Regions from separate parts of the Mus musculus genome. Here all the other regions are linked to region 4. Evidence: chromatin contacts called from public Hi-C, Micro-C and promoter capture Hi-C data. All regions are on one chromosome and are shown on one strand. Each heading gives the region's core, a stretch centred on a gene start, on an enhancer-like site or on the middle of the called end of the contact. The rest is flanking DNA. Distances are from core to core; before and after follow the strand shown.

Region 1 (3,596 bases), core at 752-3,251, 190 kb after region 4:
ATCACAAATTTTAATTTATAATAGCTTTATTCAAGATAAATTTTTAGACAACCCCAAACTCCATTGAAGAGAAACTGCAAATACTTTAACAAAGCATAGTTTTCTTTTATTTGCAGTCATTGGTAGTAGCAAAGCCAAAAGCTAGTCAGCACAAAAGTGACTTTTTCCTTCTGAAATCTGGACAGCTTCTAAGAGCACCAAATCTTTCCTACTGAAATTATTCTGACAGATTCCTTGACTCTGCAGCCTAAAGAAATATCATGGTCTTGATGCTCTTAACAAAAGCTTTAACAAAATGATTTTTTAAAAGGCATTCGGTTGCTAAAAGTTGTCTACTCATTCTCTCTCTGATTTAAGATAGGATAAAAGGAGAGCCAATTCACATTTAGCCCTAAAAGAGGACCTTGGATGTTTAGTGTTTAGAGGTTTGATTTGGTTTCTGAAAAAGAACACAAGTAGAGTGCCCGTTACTTTACATTGTAAATAGACTGTAGAATTACATCGTTCTTGAGAAACATCCTTCAAGGGGGGTCTCTAGTGAGCTTTATTCCTTACTGGACAAGCTAAGAATGCAAAGTTATAACCATCTGTGACGGGAGTTAACCAGTCATTTCTTGGTGTCATGCTCCCTACAGAAACTTTGAAAGAGGAGCTACAGAGTCCCTCTGGTAAAGGAGAAGGGCTGCTTCCACCTTGCTGTAAAAATGGAAGACTTCCAAGTTCATATTTGTCCATTGGATGAAAAGAGCACATCCACAGCACTTCAACCTAACACCCGAAATCTCGAACTTTTTAATACCATTTCTAGAAAAAAAGGAATCATAATACAAGCTGGAGAGATAGCTTGGCTAGAGCAGTGGCTGCTCTTCCAGAGGTCCTGAGTTCAATTCTCAGCAACCAACTGTAATGGGATCTGATGCCCTCTTCAGGTGAGTCTACAGACAGTTACAATGTACTCATATACATAGGATAAATAAATAGCTCTTTTAAAAAATTAAAGAGAAAAGGAAAAGAAATGCAAAATCCAATTTGGAACTGGAGAATGCCCTTTTCAGTATTCCTAATGCCCGCAGGCATGTGGGAAGGAATTCTCCCCTACCTTAGTAACCTTCTTTCCATGATAGCTCTGTGGACCTGACACAGGAGTTCAAAAAAAGATAGCCCTCTTGGAAAGGTGTGTGTGTGTGTGCGTGCATGCACACACGTGTACACGTGTCCATGAATGTTCATGTTTGTGTGTCAAGGTCTCCAATCAGAAAAGATTGGAAAGTGTGCAGAGTGAAGAAGGGTTTAATAGATGTCCCATAGAGTGAATGGGTAGGCAGGGAGAAACGGCTAGGGCCTCTAGCAACACAGTGTCAATCACTCTCACCTCTTAGGTTCTTTCTAGTTCTGTACTAATTCATGATCTTTTCCTTTCCATTGTTCCAGGCAATGAATTTCAGTAAAACTCTCAGCTATGTTGGTCCACTATAAAATATATAGAATATAATTTCACCACATTTTTCATGGTCCTTTATCCCAGTAACTCAAATCTCATAATTTTAAAATCCTAAATTAAGGTGATTAGGGCTCATGAACTGTTGAGAGGAGAAGAGATGGAAACAATGTAACAGACTTAAACAGAATGCTCCAGCCTAACCTCACACCTGGCAACATTCAACTGCCCTTCAACAGAAAGATACCCATGCTCTCTACCAAGCCAACTTTATAATTCCAGAATTTCATTTAACAGAGTACATAGAGAATGTCTATACTAAAATAAAATGTCTATTTTTTTCATCAGGATCAGAGCTAAAACCAAACTGTACTTCTTGAAAATGTAGGTAAGGTTTCCAAGAGTTAAACATAACAGATTTACCAGCAAAGGCAGGAAGACTGAAATTATAATCTGAGCCAGGCAAACTGTTTCATAACAGAAAATGTGGCACTTAATGTAGTCTGCAGAAGATGGTATGCTAGCAACGCTACGTATGGCGGTAGCTGGCCCCTAGAGAATGCGGCTTGCCAAACAAAAGAATTCAAAACAGGTAGGGAATGAGTAGCCATGTCAACATTACAAAGCCACGAAAGACTGATAGTAGTTTTCTGAATTACAACTTTTCCACCATATGGTTTAAAAGCACAAAAATGGCACGACATGAAAAACTGAGGGATACATTTTGAATCAAGACTAACTACACTAACTCACATTTAAGGAGACTTAAAAAACATATGCATGCTACTAACATAGAGGCTGTTCCGGTGGCTCAGTCCTCTCTACAGCTCCTTCTAGAGCAGGCTTTACTTTGGGTGCCTTGGGAAGATTAGCAGACTAATGCTTTTCTACCTCAAAGAAATATGAAAAACTCACATTGAAAAGTCTTGACTCATTTCCTATGTGGTGGTTTGAATAACAAGGCCTCCCCCTTCCCACCTCTACCATGCCCCTCTCAAAGACTCCTATATTTGAATGCTTAGTCACCAGGGAGTGGCACTATTTGAGAAAGATTAAGAGGTGTGACCTTATTAGAGAAAGTGTGTCACTGAAGCCCATTCTAGACCCACTTCTCTCTCAGGATATAGCTTTCAGCTACTTCTTCAGCACCATGTCTGCCTGCATGCCACCATGCTGCCTGCCATGATGATAATGGACTAAACCTCTGAAACTGTAAGCAAGACTCCACTTAAATGTTTTCTCTTATACGAGTTGCTTTGGTCATGGTGCCTCTTCACAGCAATAGAACAGTGACTAAGATACCCTGCTATGCTATAAATGAAAACAGCTCAGAAACTGCGATTCTGTTTAACTGGAAGATCATCCTAATAGTCTTTTGGTCTCTTATATTAAACACAGACTACATCAATATCCCTTTTATAATTCTGTCAGCTCTAATTTCTGAATCAGAGCCAATACTACTAACAATAAAAGATAACACTCATCAATACAGATACACTCTCATCTCAAACATCCTAACTAAGGTGTTTACTAAGACTTTGTCAGCAAGTTACTCAAAACTTCCCAGAGTCCTCTAAATACTGCAAAAGCAGAACATATGTTCTTTCACATCAAACAACCAATGAAAGATGTCTGGCTAACAGACCAACATGCAATTAACTGAATTTGTTTGGAGATTACAAATGGTTCAGGGAATCCATCACTGTCAGCATTCAGCTGCCTATTAATCACAGTCTAAAAAGAAAACTGGCCTCCAGTATCTAAACATAATGTCTGTATCTACAAGCTTAGGATTTGAAGAGCTCTTTCTATCACTTACCTGCACCTGTTCCAGATGACCCACTGGAATAACCCAGAAGAATTCTGTTGTCCACATGACACCCTACCTTTCCTAACAGATAGCTCCTTTGTCTACCTTCAGTCTTCTCTTTTAATGTACTGAATCACTACAATCCTTAAACAGTCTTCTATGGCATGGTCTCTTGGGGATGGGACGGGTACTAAAGATTGAACCTAGGGCCTGTGCATGCCAAGCAAGCACTGTGCTACGGACCACATTTCCAGCCCTCAGTTTTTAGAAACCTTTCCCATCTTTTGTTCCTCTGGAATTCTAAACACTTGGGATATTATAATTGTTAAAAAAAAATATGACTATGTT
Region 2 (3,472 bases), core at 837-3,336, 240 kb after region 4:
GAGGACCGCAAGCTTAAGAGACTGTCTGGACTACACAGCAAACCTTCCATCTCAAAAACAAAAACAACAAAAATATGGAGAGAAAAATATCACTCTAACTTTCCTCCACCTTACTAAGAACCCGCCACAAAGGCATTCTCTTAAGATTAGGGCTATGCCGCCACAGTAACAGAATGTTTGCCTAACATGCTAGCAAGACAAATCAATTCTCGGATCTATTTAGTCTGATATATCCTAAGACAATAATTCCAGAAAGGGCTTTGCCTATACACCAGAAGAAACAGCTCAATACAGGTCAGGCTGACTTTCCTGGCTCATTCGCTAAGCATTATGTCACACTCCTCTTGTCCAACCTCTTTTTTTTTTCTTTCTTTATTTTTTATTTTATTTCATTTTTGGTTTTTTGGTTTGTTTTTGTTTCCGAGGCAGGGTTTCTCTGTATAGCCCTGGCTGTCCTGGAACTCACTTTGTAGACCAGGCTGGCCTCGAACTCAGAAGTCCGCCTGCCTCTGCCTCTGCCTCCCCAGTGCTGGGATTAAAGGCGTGCGCCACCACCGCCCAGCCTCAATCACTTTTCTATACAACTGTCCAGTCTTAATTATTCCAAGAATGTGAACCGTTTTTGTCTTAGTCAGGGTTTCTATTCCTGCACAAACATCATGACCAAGAAGCAAGTTGGGGAGGAAAGGGTTTATTCAGCTTACACTTCCATGCTGCTGTTCATCACCAAGGAAGTCGGGACTGGAACCCAAGCAGGTCAGGAAGCAGGAGCTGATGCAGAGGCCATGGAGGGATGTTCCTTACTGGCTTGCTTTCCCTGGCTTGCTTTCTTATAGAACCCAAGACTACCAGCCCAGGTGGGTGGGACCTTGATCACTAATTGAGAAAATGCCCCACAGCTGGATCTCATGGAGGCACTTCCCCAACTGAAGCTCCTTTCTCTGTGATAACTCCAGCCTGTATCAAGTTGACTCACAAAACCAGTCAGTACAGTTTTCCTTTGGTCCGTGAATGTTTCTCTAAACTTGCCCGTCACGTATAACTTTGATTAAAAATCCTCCAGCATGGTTTCACACTCAAGGTGTGCAGCCCTCTGGACAGAAGCAGGTGGACATCTGTGCTTTTTGAAGCCAGCCTGCTCTACATAGCGAGTTCCAGGCCTGCCAGATCTATACAGTAAGACCCAGTCTCAAAAAACAAAAAGTCACATGTTTTTCCCTTGTTAATCACAGTGGCCTTTAGGGCGAGGAAGTATCACGTATTTTCACCCCAATACATCTGACCTGTATTACATTCGCCGGCTTGAGTGTCTGACTTCTCTTACAAATCTGATAAACTTTAACCTAACCCCCAAAATATAGACAAGCAGATAGAACGATGGACGAATGGACGGATAGATGGATGCACAGACAGACAGACAGTTGCTGCAAGATGAAATCAAACAAAACACTAACCAAGGGCGGGTTTTGGAACCCTCATTGGAACCACACACCCCAAGGGAAGATGAGGAACGAGGGTCTTGGCTCTGACAGCCTGGAACCTCCACTTTTGGGCGCCTCTGCAGAGAGGCGAGACCCGGTGCAAGGCACCGCCCCCCTGCACGTGGCACTCACCAGTGCACCAACACCGCGCGGCCTTCGGAGCGAGCCTGGCCGATGAAGGCCACGCAGCGATCCAGGTGGCTGAGCAGGTCGGTCTCGGGTTTGTCCAGCGCCGGCACGAAGAGGCTCCGGAGACCTTCGAACCCAGCCCCAGCCGGGAAAGCCGGTTCAGAGTCCACCGTCAGCACGGCGGTGATGCCCGCCTCCCTCAGATGGCCCGGTTCCGCCACTGCCGCTGCCCCACCCAGATACAGCCCGGGCCGCACTTCCACGGCGTGCCCTGCCGAGCTGGCGGGACTGGCAGTCGGAGCCTGGCGCTCGCAGCCATGGTTAGAACCCTGCGCTTCCAACATGGCAGAGCCAGGAAGCCAGGCAGCCGCTGCCCGCCACCAAGTCACCGGCTAGAGTGACTGACTCCTGTGTCGGAATAGCTCCAGCCGCTCAGCAGCGCCGTGGGAGGACCATGGCAATAGGGAAAATGACTGCTTCTGGGGAAGGTGATGTGAGCCGTGCTCGGGCTGTGTGCTTAAATAAGCTCCATTTAGAGCAGCTTTTCCACCCAACCTTCTAAAGTCCAAGGCAGAAAAATAAAGTCTCCATTCATCCGTTGCTGGTAGGACCACAAACTTGTACAGTCACTATGGAAATCAGCTTGGAGGTTCCTCAGGAAAATGGGAATCTATCTCAAGATCCAGCAAAGCCACTCTTCCTACCATTTGAGACATTTGCCCAACCATGTTGCCTATTGATGCCTCATAATAGCCAGAAATTGGAAACAACCTAGATGTACAACAGAAGACTGAATAAAGAAAATGTGGTACATTCACACAATAAGGTATTACTCAGCCATTTTAAAAAAAAAAAATAAAATTTGCAGATAAATGGATGAAACTCGGGAAAAAAAAATCATTCTGAGTGAGGTAACCCAGACCCTGAAAGACAAATCTGGTATGTATAAGCTTATATGTGGATATTAGCTGTGATAACTGATGTGTTAAAATAGAGGCTCGAGTCTGAACACAGTACACTGGGCCCAAACAGTTCCACGTGTAAGAATTTTATTGGGGGATGGGAGGGAGGTGGCGGCAGAAAGAGAAGTGAGGGAGGGAGGGAGAGGGAGAGATGGGGGCAGCTCTGGAGTGGGATGTTCTTCTTGAGGCTTTTGGGGTAGAGAGGGAAGAGCTTAGGCGGAGGGTAGGACTTTGTTGAGATATTTAGGGATGCTGTATAATAAAGCGTTTACTTATCTAAGCCTAAGTTACCGTGCTGTTGTAGCTGATCTGCCTTCTGTGATCCTCTGAGGCCAGAAACTACAGTTTCTGGCAACTAGCACCTCTTCTTCAAGCCACAAGAGAGATAGATAGATATGTCTATCTCAGCAGGAACTGCTGGGCTCTAACTTTCAGCCTGCTAGTCCGGTCTCAGGAAGAGAAGACACTTAGATAAATAATTATAGAGTTTATTACCAAGTTGTAAAAAGTTTCCTATGAAAGCTATCTAAGGGGAAAAGCAGAAAGATCCTGAGTGGGTAAAGGGAAAAATTCTCTAAGTGGGGAAAGGGAAAAGAATCTAGTCTAAGTGGGGAAAGGCAAAAAAGTCTCCTCTATTGATCTTAGCTCTCCATTGATCTTAGTTCTCTATGATTCTTTCGTGTCTCTTTGTCCTTGGTACTTATACGTCTTCCAGAATACATGATCACATGTTACAAGTTCATCACAAGTTCACACAAAAAATCAAATCATAAATTGAAATAGAAGTTTACAGCAGAGAATGTTTACATGCATATCCATTAGGAGTGATTATCTAGCTAAACATCGATCACCTGTCTCAGCTCCACAGGTTCACTGAAGGTTTAAATCCATAAGTTATAA
Region 3 (3,502 bases), core at 483-2,982, 150 kb after region 4:
TATAGGGAAAAATAATGTATACAAGGTCCATTACTTCCATGTCACATCATCTCAGCCTACCTCGGAATAATATTTGCACAGTAAGAAGACTTAGCTTCAAGTCCAGCATTCAAAAGGCAGAGGCAGATAGATCTCTGTTGAGCTCAAGGCCAGCATGATCTAAATAGTAAGTTCCAGGCCAGCCAGGGCTACCTAGTAAGAGCCATCTCAAATAAACAAACAACTTATTTATATAATTCTACCTGACCCTCCCTTTGCATTCTTATAAGTTATAACTTCATAGCTGATTCTATTCCTGCTTTAAAAATGCAAAAATAAAAGTTGCTGGGATTCTCTCTCTCTCTCTCTCTCTCTCTCTCTCTCTCTCTCTCTCTCTCTCTCTCTCTCTCTCTCTCTCTGTGTATGTGACTTTATTTTTTATAGTCTGTTAGTTTTACTGGGATATTTATCTATGCTGCTGTTTTTCCTCCCTGCTAATATTGGCTTGTATCTGGCATCGTTTTCTTAGTCTAAGAAGCTTTGGAATTTTTCCCCTTTATAAGAGGGTCTTGGGCTGGTGAGATGGCTCAGCAGGTAAGAGCACTGACTGCTCTTCTGAAGGTCCTGAGCTCAAATCCCAGCAACCACATGGTGGCTCACAACCACCCATAATGATATCTGACGCCTTCTTCTGGTGCATCTGAAGTCAGCTACAGTGTACTTATGTATAATAATAAATAAATCTTAAAAAAAAAAAAAAAGAGGGTCTTGTCATATGGCCCAGGATGGTCTCAAGCAAATGATTCTCCTATTTTGGCCTCCTGAACATGAGACCTGGAGAAGGACACTGCCATGCCTATCTAGAATTTCTTATTGTTCAGCCTCCTGAAACCAGTCCTTTCAAGTGTGGTCTACCTACAGTGCCTTTGCTTTGCCTTAATCTTAGAAGGCATTTTTCACTCACCCTTGATCTTTCCTAATAGCTCCAGTCTAAAAAGGGTAAGACTATAAAAGGGAACAAGTCAAATCAAAGACATGATACTCTAATAAAGCAATAGAAATTTCAAAGAAATGTCAGTTTACCAAGCTTACAGAATACTTTATAAGACTGACATTTTTTTTATATCTAAAATAAATACTCACGAGGGAAGAATGTTGAAATGGGGGTGGGGGAGCTGCAGAGCAGGTGCAGGCTTCCAACACAAAGACAGAGACCACAGGAATTCTTGCATGCTTTACAGCTAACATCACATGACTAACATCACATAACATCAGATGACTGCTCTCCTAGCTAGCCCAGAACCTCCTTTACTTAGACAAATACAGATTCTTCCATGTCGTTCCTTTTTCGGTAATAGATAAGATTCCTAGACTTCTGAACTATTATCTAAGTGTCCAATACAGAGAAAGGTACCCAAAATAGCAGAGAAAGGGGCTGTAGTCTAAACTACAAATCTATAAATAATGGGCTAAAATTAGGACAGCATTACTTCCCTTACATTAGAATTCTTTCAGGATTAGAGAAAAACCCTTTCACAGTTATGAAAAACAGGAAAGAATAGTGTGACAGATTATAAAGACAAGACAAAACCCTCCATTTAGGCCAAGAATTATCATCTGATTTTCATAAATTAGCTTAGTGAGATAATCTACTGACAGTGACCTATTTCTGACTCCCATGCTCTTCCTCTATACGGCAAAGAATGGAAGCTGAAAACCACGTGACTCGAACCTTCTGTCACTGGGGTTAGGATCATTTAGACTCTGCCAGTGAGATAAACTTGCTCCAAATAGGAAGCAGTGTCTCCTTTCCCTCTGGCTGAGCAGGGAGCTGATATACATGCATAATGGCAGGACGACCTTTGGGTCGGTCAGGTCCTTACAGCCCTGGCTGTGACTGACTATAGCCTCAAGGAGTACTAACAACCAAAAAGCTGCCACCGAAGGCAACAGGCTAGAAAAGCCCATTCTGGGCAATCACAGTCACAGACCCTCAGAAGGCTCAACATGAGCTCAACTATGCTTCTAAACATATTATGTACTGTTTCCAAATAGACAGTTAAGCTTGCTCACCCAAACACAGTCATTCTCATTCATTCTCTCTCTCCCTCTCCCTCTCCCTCTTTCTCTCTCCCTTTCCCCACCTCTTACCCCAACCTGAGGCAGAGTTCCACTCTAGTTCTCCAACCCAAACTGGCTGGGAATTCACTATGTAGCCCAAGATGGCCTAAAATTCAGATGCAAATTACTGTCACATCCTTCCTTCAACCCGGCTTCCCTTTCTTTCTTTTTATGACAGGGTCTCACTACGTTGCCCTGGCTGGCTTAGAACTTGTGTAGACTAGGCTGGCCTCAAACTCATGAATACTGCCTGCCTCTTTCTCCTGCCCTTCAAGAGCTAGGATATAAGCCAAGTGCCACCATGTGAGTACCACCATGCTCAGCAAGATGTTTCTATTAGCACCTATGGCAAGCAGGGAAAGCAGATGAAATTTTTTTCCATCCTAAAACCAAACCTTCTTCTTGACTCTTATTCTCTATCCCCATCCCTGGAGAATTCTCTGCAGCAATTACTGCCACTTTTCTGTTACCATCCCACGTTCCCTTCCCTGGGCTTCTGTCATCACAGACACAGTAAAAGAGGCTCCAGGGTCTCCGGGGGGTTCGAATGGTGAGATTTAATAGTAACTGTCTTCACTGTCCCATAGCCTGTCGGCTTGGATGGGAGCCACACTGCCCTTTCTTGTCCTCCATCTTGCTGTCCAGACACCAAGGGAGGTCTTTGTAGCCCACACATGTGCAATGCCTTGCACTAGTTTATCACACTCTCTCTCCTCTTCAGTTTCACATTGGGAAGTAGCACCCCAAATTAAATATTTAGCCTCAACTTCTCTCCTACGGTCCAGACTTGGATATGTGGCTGTCTTCTGGACTTCTTCAACTGACTGTCTAAAATCTGTATCTAAAGCTCTTAACTCCTGTCTCTAACTCCTCCCCCAGTTTCTGTCTCTATAAATGGCATCAGTATTAATCCAGCACCTAAGACACAGAAATTATCACCAATTCCTTTTTATTTTATAGCAGCAATTCCTTAACAGTTTTACTTTCAAATATATTTAGGTCTCCATTCCTTCCTACCCCTTCATATCTAACACAGAAGAATAGACCCAAAGATCTCCTCCCATCTAGACCACTGGAATGCAGTTTACCTGACCTGCCTACACCCACTCCCACTCCCCATCAGTCTGCTTTGTGTAGCACCTAGAATGATCATTTTTGTTTCCTCTTTCTTTTTCATTTTTAGGCAAAGTCTCACTATATATTTCAGGCTAGCCTGGAAGTCAACAATCCTGCTCCCAAATTCACTAATGAGCTCTACCAGTCCTAGCCAAAAAGACTTTTCAAATATATAAATCAGATCAAGTCATTCCCCTCACCAAATAGTGGTGTCCTTCATGCCTAGAATGAAATCTGAAGTTCAGACCAGAGCCCTAGCGTTCGCTAAGCTCTCTCAGATCTGACC
Region 4 (3,300 bases), core at 590-3,089:
ACATATATAGTATTACTACATATATAGTATTACTACATATATAGTATTACTACATATATAGTATTACTACATATATAGTATTACTACATATATAGTATTACTACATATATAGTATTACTACATATATAGTATTAACCACCACCTCCCCACTTAGTTTCATACAAGATTTGATAGTGTTCGTAGAAAGGTATATGTGTAGCATTCCTGCATCTAGAGACTTGGATTTCTCTCCACAAACTTTTCTCTTTTTAAGAAAATAGTAATTATTGTTATTATTAGGTTCAAGGGAGTGGCTCGGTGTCAGAAAGCTTGTCTAGGATCCTGGAGTCTCTGAGTTGTATCCCTATCAAGAAATGATAATATTAGTAATACTAAATGGTAACATTACACTTCTATCAACTATCATATCTAAGCTGGAGTCTGCTTTTGCTTGATTTATTACTTTCATTATCCCAACCTCTTTGCTTAGCATTAGGAACAAAGTATTCAGATTTCTCTAGGGGGTAGAATATCTTTTAGGTCTTTGCATTTGAAGGGATTGATATGCATCCAGCACAAGACATCCCAAGACCAAGTTCTCAGCCCAAAGGAGATTTATTTGCCCCCAAGGAACAAAGGGCAGGGAATACAAGTCAGGTGATAGAGAATGAAGGAGAAGGGGAAAGGAACACTGCCTCTGGATAGAGAGGAGGCAGATGTGGCACATAGGCAAATGACAGTTTATAAAGGTAAAGGGGAAGTCCCCTGTTTAGATGAGGGGTTTATTTTTGATTGTACAGATTAATTAGGGCAGCCAAAGGGAGGGGCCCTTAATAGCCTCAGGGGGCAGGAGTCGGCCAAAAGGGGGACTAGATCTTGGTGGCTGGCTTTAGGAATGTAATGGAACGGTTTTTAACAAGGAAGATGGGCTAGGAGAAGGCAAGGCCTGCCAGAGCCATGCCTGCCATGCTCAGCTCTGCTAGAGCCCCTCAGAATCGACCTGACTCTGCTGAGTATTTCAGAGTGGCAATTGTCCCAGAAGACTTAATGCTCTTTCCAAAAGTGACACATTGTTAATCTTCATAGTAGGCATATTCAGGGTCACTAATTAAAGAGCCCAAAAGAGGACCGCACCATTACATGTATATACCCTTTAGAGATTATCTGGCCAGATAGAGAGGCCTGTCCATTTGTCCCAAACCACGGAGACTGCAAGAGACATTCCCTGTGGTAGGCGTTTGATTCTGGGAAGTCACTAGGACAAACAGAACAGCAGAGACAGCAGAGACCTGTAGCCACTCTCCATATTTTAAAAATGTATCCAACTCCCTCCACATTCTGTCAGAGGTTCAAGATGCATCCTCTGGGTGGGGGTATTATCAGGTTCTAGGGTTGTAGCAGACATGAAGATTACAATTGTTCGTAAGTTCAAAGCTTCCCGTACTCCAGATGGAGTCAAGTTCCGGAAAACAAAACAAAACAAAACAAAAACCAACAACAATAAAACACTTCAAGAGAAGAGGTCGTGTTTCTCCGCTGTCCCGGTTGCAGTCCAGGGAGCAAGTCAGGGCTCCCCCGGAGCTCGGGCGTGAAGAAAACTCGAGAAAAGGCACACGGAGTCCCTCTCGGATGACCATTTACAATCAGATGCAAGGCCAGCAGCGCCCTTCCCACGCCAGCCGGCGCCCGCTTAAGCGCAGTGGCTGAACCCTAGAGGAGGCGGGGTCCCCGGGCGCAGCGCCCAAGTCTGTGCGCTTCCCGGTCCTCCTCCTCCGGGCCGTCACTGGCTGCATCTTTCTGCCCGGCACAATAGAGGCTCCGCCCTCCCTCCGCGCCAGCCCCGCGGCGCCCTGGGCCAGCAGCCCTCCCTTGCCTCCTGCGCTGTGGCCACTGTCCATCTTGCGCCCAGTCTCCGGGTGTCCCGAGTTTCCCGGCGCTAGCCTTCCACCTGAGCTCACGCTGCTGCGGCTTGCCCTCGTCGAGCCGGCGCCCTCCTCTGCTCCCTCAGTCACCTCTTTCTTGTGTCCTCTCTGCACAGTCTAAGCTGCTGGGGTCTGGGAGGAGATGTTCAGGGTCTCTGGGGAGCACAGTCCTGCTCCACTCAGCCACACCCAGCTTTAGACGTTAGACGGTTCTCTGAACATCTACTCTTCCGGACTCCAGTGAAGCCGCCTTCCAGCCTGTCTTTGCTGAGACCTCCGACCCAAGGTGGTCTCTGTAGGGACTAAAGTCCCTACTGTCGCATCTCTCATGGCCTATCCCCTGCCATTGGTTCTCTGCTTTGCTCTGGTGGTGGCACAGGTCTGGGGGTCCACTACACCTCCCACAGGGACAAGCGAGCCCCCTGATGTGCAAACAGTGGAGCCCACGGAAGATGACATTCTGCAAAACGAGGCGGACAACCAGGAGAACGTTTTATCTCAGGTAGGATGAGGAATCGCGTGCCCACCCCTCTTGCCTTGGGGGACCTCAAGGACCTGAGGCTGGTCCTGGATGAAAGATTTATGAGCAGCTGTTTTTCTCTGTATTTTTAGTGAAGTGGATGTTCACTTTTAGTTTATCACACTATATTGCTCGTTTGGTGTTGGACAGGCTTTCTCGTAGACCAGGCTGGCTTCCAGCTCACTTTATAGCTGAGGCTAGTCTTGAACTTCTGGTCCCTCTTACCTGCACTAAGAGTGGAGATTCTACAGCCCTGACTTTAGTTTTGTTGGGTTGTGTTAAAGTACTGTGTTAAAAAGTAAGGGCATGGGTCACAACTGTGGAGTGTTTCAGGCTTACCAAGTCAGGAGAAAGGAGAGGAAAGGAAAATACCACTGAGAAGAAAGGGGTGTGTGTGTGTGTGTGTGTGTGTGTGTGTGTGTGTGTGTGTGTGTGTGTGTGTGTGTGTGATGTAATGGTTGTGAAAAGTCCCTCTTGCCTATGAGACTGCCTGTCAGAATTGGAATGTGTAAACAGGAGGACAAGTTGGAAAGGAGGCAGATGGGATAGGTATAAGCCATGGGAGGTGGTTTATGGCTTCAGAGGAGACACTCGGACAGAAGCACTTGGTGAAGACAGAGTGTGTGATGTGCTACATGTGTGATGCTTATGAGGGGGACTCCAAAACAGAGGGATTTATGTTAAGACCTGGTGTACCTGGAGTGGAGTGTCAGTGCCGAGCCACACAGTTGTGGCTGATTCCCAGAGGGGGCCAAGCGACCCAGGATGGTGATTCGTGCTGTAGTGTGTCCGTTTATGAACTAACTCAGTCCTCAGAACACCCTGATTACCAGCCCTCTCAGAGATGAAGAGCAGAAGCTAAAAGGGAAAGAGGGAGAG

What was found. A called contact is a pair of places that touch in the nucleus more often than the background predicts. Capture Hi-C pulls out chosen DNA fragments and counts their contacts.
Region 1: a Micro-C map of the HL-1 cell line shows a contact between it and region 4, with 4 times the contacts expected there. The contact joins the enhancer-like site here to the promoter of Olfml2b in region 4. A contact is called at or near these places in 15 of 39 promoter capture datasets (the C10 cell line, the HPC-7 cell line, HPC-7-derived erythroid cells and 12 more), 5 of 15 datasets of contacts at CTCF or cohesin (the NIH/3T3 cell line, large pre-B cells, pro-B cells and 1 more), 118 of 484 Hi-C or Micro-C datasets (the 63-12 cell line, the AML12 cell line, B cells and 76 more), 16 of 115 datasets of contacts at active chromatin or transcription factors (the 230-238 cell line, the HPC-7 cell line, PVALB interneurons and 12 more) and 5 of 9 other capture datasets (adipose tissue, embryonic stem cells, liver and 2 more).
Region 2: a promoter capture Hi-C map of adipose tissue shows a contact between it and region 4. The contact joins the promoter of Dusp12 here to the promoter of Olfml2b in region 4. A contact is called at or near these places in 13 of 39 promoter capture datasets (the C10 cell line, the HPC-7 cell line, HPC-7-derived erythroid cells and 9 more), 1 of 15 datasets of contacts at CTCF or cohesin (the NIH/3T3 cell line), 6 of 484 Hi-C or Micro-C datasets (the Ba/F3 cell line, the N1E-115 cell line, bone marrow-derived macrophages and 3 more), 3 of 115 datasets of contacts at active chromatin or transcription factors (embryonic midbrain, extraembryonic endoderm stem cells and trophoblast stem cells) and 4 of 9 other capture datasets (adipose tissue, embryonic stem cells, liver and 1 more).
Region 3: a contact with region 4 is called in a Hi-C map of embryonic fibroblasts, with 1.9 times the contacts expected there. The contact joins the enhancer-like site here to the promoter of Olfml2b in region 4. A contact is called at or near these places in 19 of 39 promoter capture datasets (the 3T3-L1 cell line, the C10 cell line, the HPC-7 cell line and 12 more), 13 of 484 Hi-C or Micro-C datasets (the C2C12 cell line, the HPC-7 cell line, bone marrow-derived dendritic cells and 10 more), 5 of 115 datasets of contacts at active chromatin or transcription factors (the 230-238 cell line, bone marrow-derived macrophages, cardiomyocytes and 2 more) and 5 of 9 other capture datasets (adipose tissue, embryonic stem cells, liver and 2 more).

Annotation. Positions count from the first base shown.
Region 1 is chr1:170,827,565-170,831,160 of GRCm38.p6, forward strand. All of the region lies in intron 7 of Atf6 (activating transcription factor 6), which reads right to left. Among named protein-coding and RNA genes, the nearest start is that of Gm25235, 3.5 kb to the right of the region's middle. Within about 2 kb of position 2,002, at least 18 of the 459 cell types and tissues checked have an H3K27ac peak or open chromatin away from gene starts, as enhancers often do. A contact at or near this core is called in the HL-1 cell line, the NIH/3T3 cell line, the SN4741 cell line and 4 more, where this site is marked.
Region 2 is chr1:170,883,454-170,886,925 of GRCm38.p6, forward strand. Dusp12 (dual specificity phosphatase 12) reads right to left here and starts at 2,087. Exons shown (of 6, transcript NM_023173.2): 1 at 1,614-2,087. The coding sequence starts at 1,954.
Region 3 is chr1:170,790,014-170,793,515 of GRCm38.p6, forward strand. All of the region lies in intron 12 of Atf6 (activating transcription factor 6), which reads right to left. Among named protein-coding and RNA genes, the nearest start is that of Gm23523, 40 kb to the left of the region's middle. Within about 2 kb of position 1,733, at least 28 of the 459 cell types and tissues checked have an H3K27ac peak or open chromatin away from gene starts, as enhancers often do. A contact at or near this core is called in the C2C12 cell line and embryonic fibroblasts, where this site is marked.
Region 4 is chr1:170,642,693-170,645,992 of GRCm38.p6, forward strand. Olfml2b (olfactomedin-like 2B) reads left to right here and starts at 1,840. Exons shown (of 8, transcript NM_177068.4): 1 at 1,840-2,403. The coding sequence starts at 2,230.